Linked DNA regions of Rattus norvegicus: region 2 is linked to region 1. The links are chromatin contacts, called in public Hi-C maps. All regions are on one chromosome and are shown on one strand. The core of a region is the stretch at or near the end of the contact, and the rest is flanking DNA. Distances in the headings are between cores, read along the strand shown.

Evidence for each region. Hi-C and Micro-C count contacts between places; a contact is called where the count stands out from the background.
Region 2: a Hi-C map of liver shows a contact between it and region 1, with 4 times the contacts expected there. The contact joins the promoter of Timm13 here to the promoter of Mrpl54 in region 1. A contact is called at or near these places in 2 of 12 Hi-C or Micro-C datasets (hepatocytes and liver).

The regions. Positions count from the first base shown.
Region 1 is chr7:9,100,912-9,107,821 of GRCr8, reverse strand. Mrpl54 (mitochondrial ribosomal protein L54) reads right to left here and starts at 4,297. Exons shown (of 3, transcript NM_001106770.1): 1 at 4,139-4,297; 2 at 3,112-3,268; 3 at 1,777-2,071. The coding sequence starts at 4,256. The coding sequence ends at 1,939. Apba3 (amyloid beta precursor protein binding family A member 3) reads left to right here and starts at 6,454. Exons shown (of 10, transcript NM_031781.1): 1 at 6,454-6,910. The coding sequence starts at 6,538. Matk (megakaryocyte-associated tyrosine kinase) reads left to right here. Exons shown (of 13, transcript NM_021859.2): 13 at 1-101.
Region 2 is chr7:9,455,799-9,462,708 of GRCr8, reverse strand. It overlaps Timm13 (translocase of inner mitochondrial membrane 13), which reads right to left and starts at 2,963. Exons shown (of 3, transcript NM_145781.2): 1 at 2,809-2,963; 2 at 2,667-2,735; 3 at 1,860-2,441. The coding sequence starts at 2,928. The coding sequence ends at 2,343. Lmnb2 (lamin B2) reads right to left here. Exons shown (of 12, transcript NM_001305235.1): 7 at 6,761-6,910; 8 at 6,287-6,566; 9 at 6,102-6,209; 10 at 5,616-5,735; 11 at 5,360-5,470; 12 at 3,367-5,069. The coding sequence ends at 5,028. It overlaps Tmprss9 (transmembrane serine protease 9), which reads left to right. Exons shown (of 18, transcript NM_001395516.1): 16 at 100-362; 17 at 446-582; 18 at 1,396-1,711. The coding sequence ends at 1,557.

The DNA.
Region 1 (6,910 bases), core at 3,048-5,547:
CACAGATGTAGGGTCACAGGGCCAGGGTGAGCCAGTGCACAGGCTCCGGAGCCCCTGGGATCCCCGTTACTGGGACACCCCATAAAGAGTGATTGGAAGGATTTTGTACAACTGTGTCTGATGCCTGTGTCCCCAACCTGCTGCCCTGAGAGATCGGAGACCTGCAGTCAGCTCCCCAAATTCTGCTGGCATGACCATATCCTGCCCACATGAACCTCAGAGCCAGCCTGATTGTTGGTGCCTGTGATGTCACCCAAAGTCCCTACCCACTCTGCCTGCATGGGCAGACTACAGGCCTGCCCCTTCCCCCAGCACCTACCTCACCAGCCTGTGGGGCACGGTGTCTGGGAAACGGCCAGGCTAGAGACCCACATGCCACCAGTCCTCAGGGCCCTGCCTGCCACATAGCTGTGCCGCCCACCTGCTGGGGAGGGGCCTGAGCCGCTCTGCCTGCTGATGGAGCGGTTATAGGGCCAGGGTGAGCCCTGTACATCCCAAGCAGTTACATCCCATCTCAGGATGTCCATGTCGCAGAAGGGACAGAGTGCAGGACAGCAAACCTCTTGCAGAGGGGACCCACACTTCCTGGTCAAGATGGTTTTCTTCCATGGAGGCCAAGACACCCAAGTAGAGCCAAGCTGGGAGTCGCAGCTGACAAGGACAGCTTTGAGGACATCAGTCTGGGTGTAGTCTACTCCAGCCCACGTACCACGCAGATTCACCCCAACACACCCAGCCACCCTCATCCATCTCGCCCACCCATTCGATCCTTAGCCAGACTCCAGGCCACGCCTCCAGCCACACGTCTCCACCCTTCCGCCTAGCCCTCCATCTTATCTCCTAACCTCCTACTCCGCTAGCCACCCATCCACACTCACTCACCCACCACGGACCCACCCACCAGCCCCCTCAGCACATGGGGCACAACTGGTGATCAGTGCTAATCTTCACGGAGATGCAAGGACCAGAGGAGAGCCTTGGAGTGTCCATGGCATGGGTTGAGGCTGCCATGTCAATAGTATGGCAAACTCTGACCCGAGGAGGAGGAAGAGGAGGAGGAAGAGGCACAGGTGGTCCAGCCTGTGCTAAGGCCCAGGCTAGGATGCAGCTGGGGCTGGGAGGCAGGTGAGGGAAATCAGGTGGCAGGCTCTACTCTAACTTTGACACATCCCGGGGAGCCCCACGCGCATTTGGAGTAAGATGGCCGCATACTTGGCCCCTGCCTGCTGGGCAGCATCGTGAAGGCTGGCGACAGAAGGGGGATTCACAAACTCCCGCTGGATGGATGGAGCCTCAGGTCCTTTCAGTGAGGCACAGAGGGTTGCCGGGACCACCCAGAGCCCTGGGAAGGGGTAGCTGTTACTTTCTGTGTAGGACCTCAGCAGCATGACCTCATCCATTCTCTCGATTCGGCCGACCCTGGGGAGGTGGGCAGAGCTCAGGCCACTTGCCCCAGTCAGGCTGGCTCTGGAGCAGATGGCAAAGACAGGGTCCAGCCTGGGGTCCAATGAGCAACCACATCGCAGCTGCCGGGAGAGGTGGTCCTGCCCAGCTCCCTTTAGTGAGCAGCGATGCCCAGCTGGCCCGGGGCTGACGCCAGCTCTACGCACAGGCACCACCGCCCTGAGGGCACAGAGCAGGTCAAGTCACAGCCTTGACCAGGCCAGGCCCAGCAGGCCCATCAGGACCTGGAGAGGAGGCCCTGGACAGGGCTCAGCTGCAGAGCAGAGGCTGGGGCCCAGGCTGGGGCCCTCACAGGTCTGACACACATCACATGGGCGTGACTGCCGCAGGTCCCTTTATTTTGCCCTTCATTTTCATCTTTGTTTATTTAGTGTGTGTAAGGCCTGCACATCACGGTGAGCGAATGAAGGACTCGGTTCTCCCCGTTCTGGCTGGCACCAGGCTGGCTCCTGGGAGGAAGTGCCCACACTCACATTACAGCTTCTTGTTCTTGCTCAGCCTGTTGTGACGCCAGATGTTCTGTTTGCGAAGCAGTCGCCAGTACTCTCGGGACTCCGGTTCTAGGTCCTCTAGCTTTTTGGGGGGACCCAGGTCCACCTGGAACAGCCTGGGGGTGAGAGTCAGGGCTGCATGACATCCTATAGCTCCAGGGTGTGGGTGGTATCCAGCTGGAGCTTTGAATTCTGCTCTGGTTCTCAGTGACAGAAACAGCCTGAGGGACCTGGACATCCCTGCCTTGCTTCCAGTCTGCCTCTCTGCCTCAGTCTCTGTTCCAACCACATAGGCCTCTTCTCTGCTCCCAAAGAATTGGCTCTGACCTGCCCCAGGACCTCTGCACAGGCCACACTTGCTATTCACTCGTCCCCGGATCCATGTGGCCTCCCGAGGAAACACTACCCAGTCTGCACCCCACTGCCCTGCCTCTCCCAATCTCCTGAGAATGGGGCCCCATCAGATCTGCCTGTTCAGATTGCTCTGGGAAGGGGGTGGGTATTTCTGTTGATGAGCAGCCCTGTGTTTCCCTGAACCAAGGGTCAGTCATAAACTTCAAGAAACAGAGCCCCTGCCCCTTCAGCGTTTGGGGACATATGGTTCTGTGCACTCTCTGGCATGCCCAGCAGGCCCCAGGGTAGGCATGCCCAGCAGGCCCCAGGGTAGGCATGCCCAGCAGGCCCCAGGGTAGGCATGCCCAGCAGGCCCCAGGGTAGGCATGCCCAGCAGGCCCCAGGGTAGGCATGCCCAGCAGGCCCCAGGGTAGGCATGCCCAGCAGGCCCCAGGGTAGGCATGCCCAGCAGGCCCCAGGGTAGGCATGCCCAGCAGGCCCCAGGGTAGGCATGCCCAGCAGGCCCCAGGGTAGGCATGCCCAGCAGGCCCCAGGGTAGGCATGCCCAGCAGGCCCCAGGGTAGGCATGCCCAGCAGGCCCCAGGGTAGGCATGCCCAGCAGGCCCCAGGGTAGGCATGCCCAGCAGGCCCCAGGGTAGGCATGCCCAGCAGGCCCCAGGGTAGGCATGCCCAGCAGGCCCCAGGGTAGGCATGCCCAGCAGGCCCCAGGGTAGGCATGCCCAGCAGGCCCCAGTGAGCTATCCTGGACTATCGTGTTCCTAGAGGCTGGTGTCAAGGTTCCGAGGCAGTGTGGCACACTCACCATGTCGGGTACTCAGAGTCTGGCTTCAGGGCCACCTCCTGGCCTTCCTTGTAGATGTTGACCCCCATGGCGTGTGTGGTGAGCTGAGAGGGGTCTGTGCACACCTCGGGGTCCTTCAGGGCCTCAGCGGCCACGCCACCCTTGCCACCCTTGCTGACTGCAAAGTAAGAGCACAGGTCAGTCCAGCCTGCCCAGCTCTGCCTTCCTTCAACACTCCTGTGTGGTCTCCTGGCTCCAGGGACCAACAACCCCAGCACCTCCATGCATAACGGGGTCCCTTGTTACAGCACAGACCTATCCCACCCATGTGCTCTGAAGGCCCAGTCTGTACCACACAACCCTCTTCCATTCAGTGATGCTGACATGGTGGCACATGCCTATCATCCCAGCATTCTGGAGTTGAGGTTGGAGAGTCATAAGACCCTGTCTCAAAAAACAAAACAACAACAAAACCTTGAGAGTAGAGAGATGGCTCAGTGACTCTAGGCCAACTTGGCATGGAACTGTGTTTACAAACATTTTTACTTATTTATTTTTGGAGAGAGCGTGTCACTATGTAGTCTCCTGGAACAACACCAAAAAAGAAAACATTAAAAGAAAAAAAAATTTTTTTGAGATGGGGTGGGTCTTCCTGGCAGGTCTGGAACTCACGGAAATCACCCTGACTCTCCCCGCCCAATGTTGGGATTAAAGGTGTGCGCAGGCTTTCGCGGCAAGCACTTTGCACATTGAACCAATATGTCCACCCACATTACTTCCTAAATTAAAATAATGACAATAACTTAGTTGATGTTGGTTGTTTGACGATTTACTCAAAGTTGGAGCGCGGAACCCAGTCTGGCCCCGCCCCATCCTGGCCCACAAGGGTTACACCTGCGCACTGAGCGCCGAGGCAAGAGCGAACGCCAGAGGCGTTCCGTTCCGCTCGGCCTTCGTGTCGCTGCGCCTGCGCAGCTAAACCTCGGAGCCCCACCTCCCCAGCAGCGCGCCCGCCGTACCCACGTTGCTTCCTTCGGAGCCTGCTCACCTGCCTTCTTGGCATATTCCCGGATAAATAATTCTCCAGGTCTCCCGGGGACCGGGAGCGCCCGGGGATGCCAGCGGGCCCACACCCGGGTTGCCCCGAGGAGACTGGCGGCCGCCATGACGCTCGCCGGCCGCTCACACGTGCATGCTTCCGTGTTACGGCAGCGCTCCAGAGCCTCTTTAGGGCGTTGGAGGTGCCCCGCGGCCTTCTGGGAAATGTAGTCTTTTTTTTTTTTTGGTTCTTTTTTTCGGAGCTGGGGACCGAACCCAGGGCCTTGCGCTTCCTAGGTAAGCGCTCTACCACTGAGCTAAATCCCCAGCCCCGAAATGTAGTCTTTTTAAAAAAAATCTTTGGCAGTCTAATGACTAATTTGAACTTCTGTAGCTATCGCCTGTTCAAAGAATATTTTATAAAATTCCTGCCCTTAGTTCAAGCGGTGATGGCACACCTTTAATCACAGTACTCGGGAGATAGAGGTAAGATGATCTCTGAGTTCAAGGCCAACCTTGTCTACTTCATGAGTTCCAGGACAGACAGGACTACACAGAGAAACCCTTTCTTAAAATAACAACAACATCAACAAGGATTTAGATTTTTTAGTAACTTTAAATGTCACAGTATGGCTGGAGAGATGGCTCAGCAGCTAAGAGCACCAGGGCTGCTCTTCCCGAGGTCCTGAGTTCAATTCCCAGCAACCACATGGTGGCTCACAACCATCTGTGACGGGATCTGATGCCCTCTTCTCGTGTGTCTGAAGACAGCGACAGTGTACTCACATACACAAAATAAATAAATGTTTTTAAAAATTTTTAAAAAGTCACAGTAAATTCATGTTTATATCCCATGTGAAATTTTTGAAAGCTTAAAAGGACGGCAGTTGTGATGTGGAGGTGGAGGCAGGAGGATCAGGAGTTCGGTTCACTCTGTCCTACACAGCAATTTTGAGGTCAGCCTAAACTATATAAGATCTTGGCTTGAACATAAGGGTAGCCAGGTGTGATGAACTCCCACTTAACCCCACACTTGGGAGACAGAGGTGAGTTCCAGGCCAGCCTACTCTACATAGTGATCCCTGTAGTAATAGAAGAAGGGGGTGGGGGGTGATTGGGGCTTGGTAGCAGCCTGGTTCTACTCCCAGCACCACAGAAATGGAAGCTGGCTGCACACAGGAAGCTGAGGCAGGAGGATCAGGAGTTCGAAGTCAACTTGTCTCAAGAATAAATACACTAGTGCTAGAATATTCTAGATTCACTGCTAACAAACCTAACCAGGTGAACTCTTTGAGAACACACAGTTAAGTTTAGGGATTATCATTGTCCCTAGTCTATAACTAGAACCGCGTTGTAAATTCCCCTGTCCACTCGAGATTGTGCTGTTATAGATCCCTACTGAGATCCAAACTGGAAGTCCATCCTCAATAACTTCCAAATTTTTAAGTCACACGATCTTTACTGTTATCCTCCCTGGTTTCTCCCCATATCCTACCTCAGCCGTTTGTGCCGTGAAGTGATGCAGAACCCGATTTTAGAATAGAAAAGCCGGTTTGGGCCTCTCCTCCGTTCCTGGAGTCTTGGGATTCGAACCTGTGGTCTACTATCTATGCTGCAACCCTAGCGATTCCGCGTAAGGAGAGAGCGGCCGCGGGGACTACATTTCCCAGCAGGCCTCCGTGAGTGCGCATGCGCAATATGCCTGGATAGTGCACTGACCGATGATCCGGTTCCAAAGCTGGGATCCCAGAGAGCTGCTGACTCTCCTGGAAGGACGGGCGCACCGGATATTTCCGCCCGGGCCGGAGGCACAGGTACTGCGGGCCGCGCGGGACCGGATGGGCTCCAGTGGGCGACCCGAGGGCGGTGTATGAGTTCTGAGGCTGAAGTCTGAGTTCTGAGGACAGAGCCTGAGTTTTCCATGGTCAGTGCCTGAGTTCTAGGGGCTGGATCCTGAGTTTTCCACGGTCAGTGCCTGAGTTCTAGGGGCCGGAGCCTGAGTTCCCAGGACCAGTGCATGAATTCTAGGGGAGCAGCTTGAGTTCCATGACCCAAGCCTGAGTTCTAGGGGCCAGAGCCTGGGTTTTAGAGGACAGAGCCTGAGTTCTAGGGACAGAAGCCTGAGTTCTGGAGGACAGTGCTTGAGTTACCGTCAATGTCTGAGTTCTGTGTCCGCAGCCTCAGTTCTAGTGTCTGGAGCTTGAGTTCTGAGGTCCGGAGCCGCAGATCTGGGGCAGGCACCTGAGTTCTTGGCTGACTTTTGTGTGAAATGGGGGCCTTTCCTCCTTGGCAGGCCCCATGGGAATGGAACCTGACACCTGTAGGACCATGGCTTGTCTACGAGTTCCGCACTCAGAGCCCTCGTCTTCCAGCTTGGTGACAATGCCGGCCTGAACCTGGATCCCAGACATGGAGTTCCTGCCAGAACCCCAGCATCCCCCAGGGCCCCCGACCATGGACTTGGAGGAGCCCAAAGGCCCCGAGGTTCCCTCTGAGGACCATCCCTCTAACACGCAGTGGGCCTTAGGGCCCAGAGGCCCCGATACCCTGAGCGAGATGGAGCTGGACACATCCAGTGTGCGGGCGCTGGTTCAGCAGTTGGAAGCTTTGCCCAGCGACCTGGGTGGCCAGTTCCCAGATGGAGCCCCCTGTCCCCTGCACATTGCCACTGGCCAAGGCCTAGCCACCCAGGAGAATTTGGATGCTGGTGGGCTCCTGTCAGCCGAGGCAGGTGGGGACAACCTTCTGGGTCTGCTGAGGTGTGAGGCCTCTTTGCCTGCCC
Region 2 (6,910 bases), core at 1,714-4,213, 360 kb before region 1:
GTTGGGGAGGGAACAGAGCAGCCCATTTCCACTGGGACGGTCGGTGTCTTGGGCAGGCGTGGGACAGTGACACTGCCCACACATACGCGCGCCCTGCAGCTATGGGGACCCTATGCAGTGGGCAGCCTTCCTGGGGACCCCGTTCCTGAGCAGCACGGAGGGCCAGTTGGAGCGTGTGGCACGCATCTATCGCCACCCGTTCTACAACATCTACACGCTGGACTATGACGTGGCGCTGCTGGAGCTGGCGGGGCCTGTGCGCCGTAGCCGCTTGGTGCGACCCATCTGCCTACCAGGTCCCACTCGTCCTCCTGAAGGCGCGCGCTGTGTCATCACTGGCTGGGGTTCGCTGCGAGAAGGAGGTAGGCACTTGTGCGCTGGGCGCCGCGCAGGGCGTGTTGGAGGCACTCCCCACCCACACCTACTCCCTGGGTTGGGTCCACAGGCTCCATGGCGAGGCAGCTGCAGAAGGCTGCGGTGAGGGTCCTCAGTGAACAGACATGTCGCCGCTTCTACCCGGTACAGATCAGCAGTCGTATGTTGTGCGCAGGCTTCCCGCAGGGTGGCGTGGACAGCTGCTCGGTGAGTGGAGACAAGGGTTCTTAGTTCATGTATGTAGCCCAGGTTGGCCCGAAGTCCTGCACCGCCACCGTCCTATGAGGCAGTGAGTCCCAGGAATCCTGAGCTCTGGCCGCGGCACACACATTCACCATACCTGGCTTTTTATGTGGGTTTTGGGGTTTAACTTGGGCCCTCACGTTTGTGTGACAATTTTCTGACTCAGCCTGCCCAAGTCTCCCCCAGCCCACCTGACTCTGGGGGCATCACATTTCACAACGTGTAGCTTCCCAACCTCACATCCTACTGGAGGCTCCAGGCAGGGCGACTACTGAGTTTAAGACCAGCTTGCCGGGTAACACATAGATCAGGGAGATCTCCGGGTTCTATGCGATGCTTGCTGTGGGAACGCCAAGACTGAGCACAGATCCCCAGGAATCATAAAGGCCGTGCTTACAGACTACGTGCACTTGTAACTCCATTCGGTACGGGTAGCAGCGAGGGTGGGGGACACAGCTGGGACCTGGCCACCACCCACGTCCAGGTTCACGGAAAGACCCCGTGTCAACAATAAAGATAACCATTCAAGCCTGCCGTGGCCTGACGGCGCACAGCATGCACACGTGCTGGTTCTCGGGACAAGGGCCCGGCAGAGGCGCAGCCAGAGCAAGTAACAAAGCACCTTAGTACTGAACCCATTTCCCACACGGCAAAGGTGAGGCTCTTTGGCCGCTGCTCTCCCACTAAAGGTCCTCGTTAGTGTCCAGCAAAGAGGTGCAGTTGCAGGAATCATACCTGCTCCCAAGGGCTGCAGCCTGAGAACACTCTCTCCTTCAGGGTGATGCAGGGGGACCCCTGGCCTGCAGGGAGCCATCTGGCCAATGGGTGCTAACTGGGGTCACCAGTTGGGGCTACGGCTGTGGCAGGCCGCACTTCCCAGGTGTCTACACTCGAGTGGCTGCTGTACTAGGATGGATAGGCCAGAATATCCGGGAATGACACCCCCGTGGCCAGCGACCCAGGCATGGACTACAAACACAACTGCTGGCCACCCAACCCACGGTGGGGAGTCGGTGGCGGAACACACATGGGGGTCCGACAAGAACTAGCTGTGACCGTGTATATTGTTCCAATAAACAGAGTCCCTTCTCCTATTGGCTCAGTACCTCTGTTGAAGCCACGAGTCTCCAGGCATGTCTCCAACTCGCCTCCTTTGGGGCCTTTGTTCTGTGGGACAGCCTCAAGTACCAATCCTCCTGCCTCCACACTCACCCTACCCGCAAGTGCTAGGTCAACAGGTGTGCACCACAATTGGTTTATTCAGAGTTGAGGATGGCACCCTGGGCCTCATGCAGGACAGCTGATGAGCTACCCGGAGCTATGCTTCTTATCCTGGCTGGTCTCTATCTGGGATGAAGAGGCACCTGAGACCACGCTCCGAATTCCCCGAGAGCCAGCAGCCCAGAGACACCAAGGAGAAAGATACCCTGGGAGGTCGGGGCCTACTCTGGGGAAGGGAACTGAAGCAGTGAGGTGACACGCCAGGTTTTCTGCCCCAGCAGCGATTTATTGGCCTGCTCTCATGAGGTCACAGGTCAGTGGGGCCAGCCAGATCCCCGCGCTCGAACAGGTCCTCACTCTCTTCTGAGACTGAGCTGGACGCAGCAGCCCTGGGTAGAGGCCTCGACCCCGGAGCCCTCCATGCTGCCAGACTTCGGGGCGGCTGGAAGGAGCTGCCGTTACTGGTAGGGAAAACAGTTCCGACCGTGAGGCACAGGTCCTGGTCACATGTTGGCTCGTTCCCGCTGCAGTCGGGAGTTGTAGGCGCGGGACACGGTGTTCCAGGCGTCCATGTACCGGTCCATGCACATGGCGATGCATTTCTGCAAAGCGTGGAGGGGATCCCTGACTGAATTAGGGTCATGTGACCCCAGGAGCTCCCACTAAGGCTGCACCTACATAGGCGCAGAAGCCAGTTCCAACTCCGCGCACGCGCCGGACTCCTCAGTAAGCTGCGGCTAAAGGCCGCGCACGCGCAGATCCCTTAACCCCTAGAAGCTCCTGACCCTGCGCCCCTCACCACCCCCCCGGTTCCCGGGGTGTCTCACCTGCTCCGAGTTATCTAAGGAGCCCCCGGGCTTCCCGATGCACTTCCGGAAACACTTGTCCGTCATCCTCTGTGGACACATGCGAGGCCTCAGCGGGGACTCAACTGGGGGAACCCACCACCAACCCCAGCACGCCCCGCACCTGTAGCAGCTCCTGCGCATTGGCCACGGCGATCTGCACTTTCACCTGTTCCATAATGGCTCCCGGGTCCAGCTTCCCACCACCCGTGCCGCCGAAGTCCGAGCCGAATCCGCTGTCCATGGCTGCTCAGACAACCGGGTCGCGGTAGCGCGCGCCGACCGTAGGCGGAAGTCGGGGCACCACGGGAAACGGAGGCTGTGTCGATTCCCACAAGGCGGCGCGCGTCGTCACCAGGGCCTGAGTCACCATGGAAACACGTTAAACTACATCTCCCATGAATCCGTGCACTGTGCCTATGACCACCCATAGCTCTATGGGAAATTTACTACTGCTCCCACCAGGTTGTGCGCGCCGTCCCTAAATTGAACCCGGAGCACAGCCCTTTGGCTAATCCCTAACAATTCCCAGAGGGCTGTGCAACTTCCCGCATGCGCACACTGACTTTTAACGCCCTGGCAAAGGCTGGAGTTTCATTTCACTGAGGACCTCCCCGCTGCGCTTGAGTACCATGTAAAATTCTCGCGGTTCCTTTCGGGGACAGAGGATCAACTCAGAGGCTGCAGTTAAAATCAGTGTTTATTTGAGTGTACAAAAGTTCCCAGTAGTAAAATGTATATTACAAATCATAGGCAGAAAAGAAAAAGTGGAACACGTTTGGCATGCATCTTATAAAAGAAAGGATCTGTAGAAGCTGAGCAATGTGTGCAGTGCAGGCGGCTCCCAGTAGAAGTGCCACTCCGGTAACCACCTCGCCTGGCCGGACCAGAAACAGACCTCTGAGGACCTGCAGATTACTCTAGACCTGCTCTTCAACCACAAGGAAGCCAGCTCCAGTTCGCGGTACACTGGAGAGCACCTGCACTGTGGGCAAGGCAGCAAGGCAGCAGTGACTGCAGTCAGCTACCACTATCCAGGATCCAACACCGGTCACTTAAAGAAAACGGAGGTATCTAGAAGCAGGAGGTGGCTGGTGGATTCTGGAGGTCGGTGGCAGTGGTGGCTTCCTGTGGCCAAGAGCTCTTGCCTTGGGGGAAGACTAGGCCTGAATTCTCCCTACTACCATCAGCTGTGCCAGGAGGGAGACAGCACTCCCGACAGCTCGGTAAAGGAAGCTGTCATAGGTAACCCCCAGTTGTGGCAGCTCCAGGCCTGCACTCCCAGAGCAGCGTCCCAGTGAGCTGGGCTACTGATGTAAAAAAATAAATATTCTTTAAAAAAATACCATGTGTCATTGGTGGGGAGGTGACAGGTAAAACTGGCTGGCTCCTGGCGTTTAGTCGCAGGGAAGCAAGTTTCCAGGCCTCGTTTTCAGGGTGGTTCAGAGAGGGGCCGCGCAGGGTACATACACGTGAGGCCAGTTGCACAGCTAGCCTGGCCACACGCCTGTGAGCAGTCACTGGCTGGGATTCCGCAGCCTTTGATCCTGAATACACAACGCCCACGATCTGCCTGTCCCCTTCAGTCTTAGGATGGGAGGAACCACCCCATGTGTGAGTGAGCTCCCTCCTTCTGAGCCCTCAGCTTTAGAAGGGACTAGAACATTTTAGAATCTGGGCCCAGAGAAGCCTCTGAATGCCCTCAAGCTAGGGACTATTATAAACCCTTCAGACTCAGAGCACAAAGCTGGACCGTCCCTGGGTTCAGGTGCTCTGCAAGCGCCAACAACTCCAGGAGAGGAGCGTCTGTCCTGTGTCCTATGAGCCACCAACCTGACAGGCTAGTGAGCCCCACAGCCCTCTTTCTGAATTTGATTTCCTTAAATCCAAACATGGATTCTGACTTGATTTGAAAAGTTTCAAAGAAAACCTCTGAATCACCAGTGTCATACAAGGTCCACCCTGAACTAGCAGGCATTCTCCTGCCCCAGATCCAGGCCCAAGTCCCACAGCCTCCAGGTTCCCAGCCCAGGCCTCTATATCATCACGACATGACATCACGACATCACATGACATCACGACATGACAGCATGACATCACATGACATCACGACATGACAGCATGACATCACATGACATCACGACATGACAGCATGGGCATGAGCTCAGGCCCAAGTGAGGCCTGTGGGTAGAGGACACTTCCATCTCGGAAACCCAGCAGAGCCCACCCACATTCTCATGGTTGCTTAACAAGTCATCTAGAAATGGACCAAGGACTCGTGAGAGCAGACCATAAAAAAATAATTTCAGGGGCTCTGGGGACCATGGTGACTGTGGGCAGGTTTCACATCATCCGGCAGCCCCTTGAGGTAGTCCTTGGGTCCCCCTGCAAGGGAAGAGAGAGGATGGAGCTAGGTGGCTCCCAAGCAAGCAGAAGGCCCTATTCCAGGGCCCTCCACTTGTTCCCAGCCCAGACTTGGGGGCTCCCCACCCCAAGCTCTGAGGAGAGGGTATCCTGGCTGAGGGTCAGGGGTATGTGGCCTCCGAGGTGTGTGGCATCACGGATCACATGCAGTGGGTACAGTTGTCATCTGAGGCAGGACTGTGGAACCTGTATCTGAAGCCCCACTAGGTGCAAAGCCCCACTAGGTGTGACAGCAGTCACGTGCTCTCTACCTGCTGGTGGAAAAGGTCCTCTTCACCAAACTCTGCCTCTGCCTCTTCCTCCTCCTCCCTGCTCTCGTGCCCCTGGACAGATGGCGGCTTTGCAGCCTGCACGGCCACCTCCTGCACAACAAGTCACCAGTTTACCTGACCACCCCCAATGCTAGTGCTGCACCTCACTAGAGGCCACCACCAGGTTTCGGCTCAGTCACCAGTGCTGTGAGGGGAGGCGGGTGCCAGGTCCCAGGCACCCATGCTGCACACCTACCTCGCCGTCCGCATTGACCAGGACGGTGCGGAAGTTCTCCCCAGACCCCCAGCTGCTCTGGTTCTTCCACACAAGGGTTGATGGGGGGCTGTGTGTAGCCCCTGCGCCAGCTGCCCACACCTGAGGAACCAAGATGGCCCTTACCCCAGGGCCTGGGCCAGGCAATGGCTGCCTACTACGAGGCCCTTAAGTAGGTTCCCCCCAGCAGGATGGCCCAGGATGTGGAAGAGACCCAGGTTCACAATGGTCCTGAGCAATCGGCTGGAGAACTACGCTGGGATCCAAGCACCTCAGGGACAAGAAACCCACACTCAGAACTGTGAACTGCCAGGCCTCACACTTGGGGCAAATCTTGATCAGTGTGGTACCCTGAAGGGTGTGGTAACTGTAACAGCTCAGTGGCCACAGGTCTCAGAACATGCTAAAGCCATACAGGACCTCCCATCCTGGAAGGTGGTGTGGGGAGCCTCCCAGACTAACACCTACCGTGACCGTCTGGCCGGCTCGCAGGACATACTTGGGTGTGAACTTGTAGGCGATGTCCTCACCCTCCAGAACCTGTTTCTTGATCCTCCAGTTCCCCAAAGATTGATCCTGCAACCCAGACAAGCTTTTGACCCCCCGGCCACCAGGAACGGAGTACCTGTCCTGCCACCCTGCCCCATGCTCACCTTGTCTGAAGAGTTCTTAAGACGCACGAACCTGCCCTCCAGGTCCACCTCGTCGATGTTCACAACACCCGTGGCCCCAGCCTGCTGAGCCAGGCGAGAGCCGCTGCTCACGCTGGAGGCACTGCTGGGTGAGCCTGGAGTGTCCTCCGTCTCCAGCCGCTGGCGCTTGCTTCGGCCCCGCCCCAAAGACATGCCAACCCCACTGCTGCTGCTGCTGCTGCTGCTTGAAGTGGCCAGAGAGATGGTGACCCGTGATGAAGGGCTGGGGGACAGCTTAAGCCTGTGGGAAGGGAGGTGTAAGAGGGGCCAGGAGGCGTGGCCAGGTCACCAGAACATGACCCACTTACAGCCTCTGGACCTTTTTTGAAGCTCCGCCCAGCCTCCCCCACCCCTGCTCCGGCTACTCTCCAGGCCCCGCCTACTCCCTAGTCCCCGCCCCCCACCATTTGCCCCTCCTCATGCAGCCCCTTGTACCTTTCCTCCTCGCCCTCCAGAAGCTTGCGGTAGGAGCATATCTCCATGTCCAAGGCCAGCTTGATGTCCAGCAGCTCCTGGTACTCCGCCAGCTGCTGCTGCATGGCGTCGCGCACCTCTGCCATCTCCTGCTCCTTTGCATCCAGCATG